2 separate regions of the Bactrocera dorsalis genome follow, and region 1 is linked to region 2. Evidence: chromatin contacts called from public Hi-C data. All regions are on one chromosome and are shown on one strand. The core of a region is the stretch at or near the end of the contact, and the rest is flanking DNA. Distances in the headings are between cores, read along the strand shown.

Evidence for each region. A called contact is a pair of places that touch in the nucleus more often than the background predicts.
Region 1: a contact with region 2 is called in a Hi-C map of whole body, with 5 times the contacts expected there. The contact joins two enhancer-like sites. A contact is called at or near these places in 2 of 2 Hi-C or Micro-C datasets (both in whole body).

What each region holds. Positions count from the first base shown.
Region 1 is chr2:100,743,886-100,748,275 of ASM2337382v1, forward strand. All of the region lies in intron 2 of LOC105226060 (mucin-5AC), which reads left to right. Among protein-coding and RNA genes, the nearest start is that of LOC105226060, 110 kb to the left of the region's middle. Within about 2 kb of position 1,921, the one cell type or tissue checked has open chromatin away from gene starts, as enhancers often do.
Region 2 is chr2:100,662,778-100,667,115 of ASM2337382v1, forward strand. All of the region lies in intron 1 of LOC105226060 (mucin-5AC), which reads left to right. Among protein-coding and RNA genes, the nearest start is that of LOC105226060, 25 kb to the left of the region's middle. Within about 2 kb of position 1,399, the one cell type or tissue checked has open chromatin away from gene starts, as enhancers often do.

The DNA.
Region 1 (4,390 bases), core at 671-3,170, 82 kb after region 2:
CATACAAGAATTCGATTTTGATTAATCCGTTTGTATGGCAGCTATATGCTACAGTGACCGGATCGGAAAAGTGTGTTTGGAGATAGTACCGTTATTTTTTGACAATACTTCGTGCAAAATTTCATGAAGATATCTTGTCATATAAAAAAGTTTTTCATACATGGACTTGATTTTGAGCGTTCAGTTTGTATGGCAGCTATATGTTACAGTGATCTGATCTGAGGAATTTGTTTGGAGATATTACCGCTATTCTTTGAAAATACTTTATGGCAAATTTTGTGAAGATATGTTGTCATGTAAAAAAGTTTTCCATACAAGAATTCGATTTTGATTAATCCGTTTGTATGACAGCTATACGCTAGGTTGATCCGATCTGAAAAATTTGTTTGGGGATATTATCGTTATTTTTCGAAAATAATTCGTAGAAAAATTTGTGCGGATATCTTGATATATAAACAAGTTTTCCTTACATGGACTTGATTTTCATTGTTCAGTTTGTATGACAGCTATATGTTGTAGTGCGCCGATGTCGACAATAGCGATAATTTGACAGCTTTTTGGGAAGAAAAGTACGTATGCAAAATTTTAGTTCGATATCTTAAAAATTGTGGCACTAATTCGCATATATACAGACCAGCGGATGGGGCTAAATCAGCTCAGTCCGTCACGTTGATTATTTATTTATGTACTTTATAGACTTTTCGGCATTTTCTATTAGTGTTACAAACTTTTAAATACCCAATTATTATTTTTACTATATACATATGTACATAATTTAAAAAATATATAAATAAAAATTTGCTCATTATCAAAATTTCGCCGGCAATAAAATTTATGAACTATTACACAAAATTATGCACACAAATAATTTTCAACACTTCATAAACACAAAGTATTTGAACGTTAAAAAAATGCTAACTGCAAATAAATTATGCCATAAAAGCGCCATAAAAATGAATTGACAGTGTTATGGCATGCGAATAAAATAGAATAATATATGTACATATGTATTTATTTTAAGCAAGCATGAACTGTAAGTACTCCCACCTTACGGCAACTCGCTAAAAGTAATTATAATAAAATTTTATAACAATAACGTAAATATGTACACACACTCACACACACATTAGAAGCGAGCACAGAATGCACGCCGTATACACTTGTCTTCGCAAATATTTATCTTTACACACACAGCCACAAGCTAACATTTATAATTATTTGTATTTAACTATCTGCTTATTTGCCCGTATTTATTTACATTTCTGCATGCGCTAATGTTTCGAAATTCAAACAAATTCTAAACGCTGAGATAAAAAAACCACAAAATCGCTGAAATTTTCTGTTTAACTTGCGGCATATTTCTTCCACTTCATCTCGTCGTGACTTTTGTGGATAGACCGGGGCGCGCGGCAAGATCATGGTGCATGTAGTGAGAGAGAAAAGGCCACAAATCGCAAACATTATTACAAACAAGTACACACATACATATATACATACATACAGACAAGTGCGCTTACAGGCAGCAATTGCATGACAGGCGGGCAGACGGACGCGTGAGAGGGCCAAACAGACGAGTGAGGGGCCCGACAGACACGTGAGACGGCCGACAGACGATTGAGAAGGCAGGCAGACGAGTAAGACGGCCGCCAAACTGACGAGTGAGACGCCATACAGTCAGCCAGTCAAATAAACAGGCAAACAAAGCACTTAACAACGTCTAAACAACCGCCAACACACCCGCTCGCACACTTACGCGCTCGCTTGCCGGCGCGGCCGTGCTCTGCTTTCCTTCAAATAGCCACCCAAATGCATGCAGTCCACATACACACACACACACACATGCATGCATGCAGGTATTAAGCGCGCCGGTATTTAGGAGCATGACTTTCATTTCAATTTCAAGTGCCTGCTTGACTCACTGCCTCAGTAACTGACTAACTGACTGGTTGGCCTGAGTGACGGCGTGATTGAAAGAGTGACTGGCGTAGCAGTTCGTGTAAATATCTTATGTATATGTGTGTGTGTGTGTTGTAGGCGTTCGATATGCGCGCCATACGCCGTTAAGTAAACACACGCATACAGACACACATGCATATGCACACAAACAAACATTACTTACTATTCATTATTATAAATTTTCATTTAATTGCTTTTGACTGCTCCCCCCATCTAATGGCCAACCCAGCCTACCTCACACACTCACACACATATACTAAAACATTGTTGCGCCTTTTCTTTTGCTCGCTGTGTTGACTTTGTTGCTGTTTGCCTTGCGCTTTATCACATATGTATGTAGTATATTGAATTGAATGACCTGCAGCCACAGCTTAATTCTACCGTCAATTATTTCGTCAATCGTCGGCGGCATGATACGAACGTACATACGCTACCAACGTCTCTCCGCTGTTGGGGAGATTAAAAAGATTAATTTATTTCTATTTCTAGTATTCGTTTATTGTTTTTGTTGTTTGTTGTGTTGTGCTTCTTTTGTTTACGCTTTTCGCCAAAGCCCAAGTGCTCATACATATTCACATATGCAAATATTCTGTATGATTTCATGCCATGCACGTCTAATTAAGGTCATAAAATACGTAAATTCTTTATTTCGCTATATGAAAGTGCGCACACACACGCACACGCACACGTGAACAAATATACAAGCACAATTCCATTATATGCGAAACGAGTCATCATGCACTTAACCTATATGCGCGTATATGTGATTGTATATTTAAGTGTTTCTATGTATGTTTGTATGTATATGTGTATGTATGTGTATACATATGCTTTAATGTGTATGTGCGCCTCATGCCAAGCGTTCTGTGATAGGCTTTTGATATTGCTTACGCTTTGGCAGACTTGTGCATTAACAAATTGTTGAAAATTATGGCGCCGCCTCGCTCCACTCAACCTCTCTCCACACAACCCTACACTCACACACACTCTCATACACTCATACTCACCTTTGCATTTACTTAAACAAACAGCGTTTATGCTTTCATGTTTTGATTAAGCTTCTGTCGATTGCGATATCAATGAAAAGCGCTGCTGCTGCTGCCCCAACTCTGTTGCCATCGTCGCAGGCTGTTTGCATTGTTGTTGCGCCGTGAGCGATACGGCTAATCGGCGCTCATTGAATTTGTGAATAACAAACTCTTTTGATGACTTCGCCGTGGGGCTTGTTTGCCAAAGTGCGGTTATTTGACTATTGTTTGTTTATAAGAATAACAAACATGTGAATGACAATTAAAACTGTTTAATCTGTCAATCTTGCAACAAAAACATCGACACACTAAGTTTAAGAGTGAGGCAGTGTTGCTTACCCCGCGTTATGCATACTTATTACAACTGTAAGATAATGCTCGGAAATTGAATATTACGCGCAAGCTTTTGGTAGTGAAAGCTCGCAGCAAAAACGGTTTGTTTCGGTACTGACGACCAAAAAATCCGCAAGAAGCGTCAAAAAACCTTCAAATAATACAAATTCGTTTAATTAAATATTTGTATTTATTTATAAATATATTTTATTGCCAATATGTGTGCACGAATACGCACAAAGCTTTAATTTCGATAACGAAAAGCAGAAATCGGCAGCAAATATTTCTTCAAACAGACTTTCTGGACTAAGTAACGTGTGTGCTGTAGCCAAAATAAAAATTTCTATTAAATTATGAAATGGTTATGGATTTCAGACTTGACTGAAAAAATGAAAGCTCTGGAAAAACTTTTGATAGTGAAAGCTCGCAGCAAAAACAATTTTTCCGGTATTGAAGACTAAAAAGTCTACTAGAAACGCTCAAAAAACTTTGAAATGGACTGAAATAAAAAAGCAAAAGCTCTGGAAAAGCTCTTTGTCCATGTTACAACGACGGTTAGAATTTTCTGGTAAATTCGAAAACTGATTTCAGCTGCGACTACGGCTTCAAAAACAAAAGCTCTCTAAAAGCTTTATAAAAGCTCTTGGTGCAAGTTGCATTTATAGAAAATTTAAATGTATTGAAAAATAATAAAATGCTTTTAAAAGAGATTTGCACACATCTTGATAATATTTATGCCTGCAAGTAAATATTAAAGTTACCAAACTATCGCATTTCAAATATCAAGATCAAAAATATTGTATGTATTTACAGTTAGCACTGCGATAAAAATTACGAAAAGTAAATAAGAAAGTTCTTTATTCTTTCAAATTAATTTCATCATCTTCGAAGTAATCCCACTTCGATGAAATGAACTTTCGCAAAGCTTTTTTCAGTCCTCGAGACAGTCATATTATTTGTATCTTGGCTTTTATCTACTCAATCGTGTCAAAACGGCTTTCCCGCATTGGCATTATTTTGAGTTTAATGACTATCCAAAAGTCGCACGGAATCTAATCAGGCGAATACGTTGG
Region 2 (4,338 bases), core at 149-2,648:
TTCCGCGGTGCAAAGAGTGCAAAGTGCGGCGTGACATGGCGGCACAATTTTATTTTAGTTTTTTTTAAATTTTTTTTTCATTGCCATGACTTCAATTGTTGCGGCGTTGCGATGTTTTCAATATTTTCCCTACTGGCCGAGCCTTTGCCATGCAGTGAGTTGGGAAAATCTTAGTTTGACTTTGCGCTTAGGTGTGCCATTAGTGTGTATAGGCAAGGTGCGGCGGCGTTTACAGACGACATGCTCGAAAGATGCGGTAATACAATAAGCGACGCCGGCAGGCCATCTAAGGAAAAGTGCAGCAGTCACGGTTTTTCTAACGAAAATTTATATTGGAAAAAAGTAAAAATAAAAGCACTGTATGACATAAATAATAGAAAAAATAAAAAGTGCACTGTTAAACTTTGTCTAGTGGTAAATTTATGTGTAGATATGTGTATGTGCCAAAAGTGTGAAAGTGCAGCGTGGCGATATTTATGCGCAAGTGACAATAATTAGAAGCTGTTTCAATTAAGCGCTAATCAAATAAAAACAAGACAGCACTCAAAGCTGCGACAGCGAAAGCAAAAACGTGTCAAAATAAATATGTTTATACATTTAAACTAAGCAACAAAAAAATATTATTATCAGCAACCTAGCGGTTGTTTTCTAATTTTTTGCGAAATTGCGACGGTTTTTTATATTATTAAATTACGTCAGTATACATACGGAACAGCTTGTGTTTTGTTTTAAATATTTTCAATGTCGGGAAGCAAGCTCTGAAACACCATAATTTGTCTCAAGTGTATAAGTTTAACGCCATTTAATGTGTTGGAAAAAACGTGCAGCGCGTTAGCAGCAAAAATGATAACAAGGACTGGCAACTTTTATCGCATTATAAACTGATTTGCATGTACATACACATGCATGTACGTATGTATGTGTGGCTGTAGAAATTTGTGGCTCTGTGGGGCATTTTGTAGTGTAGTATTTGTGTGCACATGTGCGGCTTATTGTACAGCCCGTTATGGTTATTTGCCCCAAATTCACGTTATGCCGTCGTTACGTGCACCAGCAGCAAGCAGCAACGTCAGCTTAGGCTTCATTTATTTTTATTGCGCTATTTTTGGATATTTTATATGTATCTGGTTGTTTGCATTGAGTTGTGAAACAATTGAACTGTGTAAATTTGTAAATTCTTGAAAATGTGCTAAATATGCGACTGTCAGCGTTTGTTTTGATTTTCACTAAACCTTCCGCACAGCGCCGCTACTTGACAGCGCCGCTGTTGTTTATTTTAATAGGTTTTTGTTTTTGTTTTCTATTTTCGCTAACAGCCAGTTTGACGTGCTGGTGTCTATACGCCGCTCTCGCCACTGCCACCACAACTGTAGTTGTGCAAGTCATTCAACGAGCGCATTTCGCAAATTTATTGTATTCGTAACTAAACACCTGACCCGTGCTGCTAGCTCGCCGCGCTGTAAAACATTGCTTCTAATTGATTAAATAGTGAGCGAAATTGTTATAATTGAAATTTATTGTATTGTTTAAATTGTGTAAGTGAAATGCAGCACGTTTGTTGTGTAGAAAATAAATCAAATTTGACATTGTGGCGATATAGTGTGTATGTATGAAAAAGCCACTCATATTTCTATGTACATACATGTTATGTGTGTGTATGTTTGTGCGGTTGAGCAGTGTATATTCAATGTAACGAGTCTCATCTCGATTGTTCTACTACCCGCGCATTAGTTGCTGTAATTTTATTTCGAAAGTAAATACACTTTACCACTAGTTACACTATGCATGGACTACGCTGCGTTGTCGCTTACACACATACTCGTATGCACAAGCATATAATTGTAGAATTGTCTACTGTGTGTGCGGTGTGCGTCTTTTGAGGTCAACGGCATCACACCAACGATGTGTCAACTCTTTCAACGAACGACCTAAAAAAGCCATGCAACGACCAACTACTATTATTCTCTGGGCCAGCATACATATTTGTTGGTGGTAGTGCAAGTCGACAGATTATTTTTAGTGATTTCTATATCTCTGCGCCTCTAGCTCCGCCGCTGTTTACAACTCGCCCCACAAGCAACGAAACAATACGGCGAGTTGATGAGTTCGTTTTTGCTCTTGCTTGTGCGTTGATAGCGGCAGCAGCAACAGCAACAGCATTCGTATGCTCGCTATCACTATGCTCATGTGCGTTGATTTGGTTTGTGTATCTGCGTGTGAGTGGCAGCGCTTACATACATACCTACATACCTGTGAACGGAGTCGCACGCGGGTGAAACGTGTTGTAACGTAGGATGCGAACGTGTCGGTTATTCTAATAACCTTCGGGTGTAAACAAATTTAAAGAGCGGAATTTAGAAAGAAGAAAAGCTTTATGCTATGCCCGTGCTATGCAGCACATAGTTTGGCAATCAGCCGAAACATGAAAGGAATTTCTCTCGCAGTTGTGTGAGTCTTGCAGTGCGCAGGTGCTTGGGGTCGGGTGTTTATACACACATACACACACGCATACGTGTGTGTCACCACACTACAACTTGATGGGCATAAAAGTAAAAATGTATATTATCTCACCTCTCCCACTGCGCTAAGCAACCGTGTCTCATCACAGAGCAGACAAAAGCAGTGACTAATCATGCAACATCTGAGGCTTTGACCAGTGTGGCGTACATACATACTTTATATGTACACATAAATATTTTTTTGTGTTTTTTCTTGGTGAAACTGCTTGCCTCCACGTCGCGCTGTCCACTTGTCCATTTTCGTTTTTATCGCTGTTCTTTCGTCCCGTCTATCCCATAATCCGTTCATGCGTCAATTTGCATATGCAGCGCTCAGGTACAATGGGGTATTGTAGACGAAAGTGTCGTCACAGTTATGAATGAATGCACATACAACAAGTCCAATGTGCTATTTGCAAATGCCGTCGGTGTGGTGAAATACGGCAAACACGTAGAAACTTGTACGCATTGTTATCAGCAAAAATGCTGGAAGGCAAGCACAACGCGTTGTCGATAACTATGAAAATATATTTTTAATAATATATATACATATATGCAGACAGCTATCAACAGCGATAAGGAAATGTGTTTGCTATTAATGAAAACTCTGAATTAAATGTGATAATAATGTCTGTACTTGTTGTTGCTTTGCTGTTTTCAAGCTTGTCTGCGGTGAAAATGCATTTACTCTTGTGTAAATAGCAGAATTTACTAGAATTTAATTAGAGTTTAGTTTTAAATCAAGTTGAAAAATAATTAAGGACACATAAATCCGCAAATGTAGTTGACTGTTGGAACTTTGTTTGCATAAAATCCATAAAATCGAAAGCGTTTTACTAGAATATAAATTAAAATGCAAAGCAAAAATTTTGAAAGTGAATTTTGTGTTGAAAGCGCGAAAATATGCCAATATGAAAGTGATTATTAGTAATAAAATATAGAAGAAATATATAATATGTAAATGTTAGTTTTAATATAAGAAGGAAAACGTTTTAATTTCGGCCTATAGAAGCTCTACAAGTGTATACAAAAGATTTTGACCGCTTAGTTTGTATGGCAGCAATAAGTATGTTGTAGTAGTTCGATCTAAAAAAAATATCCGGTGGTTAAAGGCTGCTCTCTATCATATTCTGTCCAAAGTTTCGTAAAATACCTCGTCAAATAAAGAAGTTTTTCATAGAAGAACTTGATTTAGTTCGTTCAGTTTATATGACAGCTATACGATATAGTCTTCCGATATAAAAGAAATATTCGGAGATTATAGCGTTAGTTTTTATAATATACTGTGCGAAATTTAGTGAAGATATCTCGTAACATAAACAAGTTTTTCATACAAGGACTAGATTTCATTGGTCGGTTTGTATGGTAGCTATAAGCTATAGTGGTCCAATTTTGGCGATTCCGAGAAAGGTGGAGTTTTTTGAAGAGTAAACGTCGTGTGCAAAGTTTCACAGCGTCGTGTATACATATACCGACGGACAGACTGACGGAGATGGCTAAATCGATCCAGCTCATCATGCTCCTGATTTACATATACTTTATATGGTATCTGAAGTTTCCTTCTAGCTGTTACAAATTTCATATAAAACTTAATATACCTTGTACAGCTCAGAAATATGAGTGATAATATTATTTGAAACATGTTACAAGCATATTAGCGGAGCGCACCGTGTATTATAATAACTACAATTGACAAGTAAAAGGCAATGCGTATACTTTAATGATAAGTAATTGAAAAATATATATGAAAAAAAAAATTAGAACAAAAACCCCGCTTTTATGCATATCAAGCCCTTGTCTCTAGGGTAACAGATAATTTCCTTATCTCCGCAACTACATT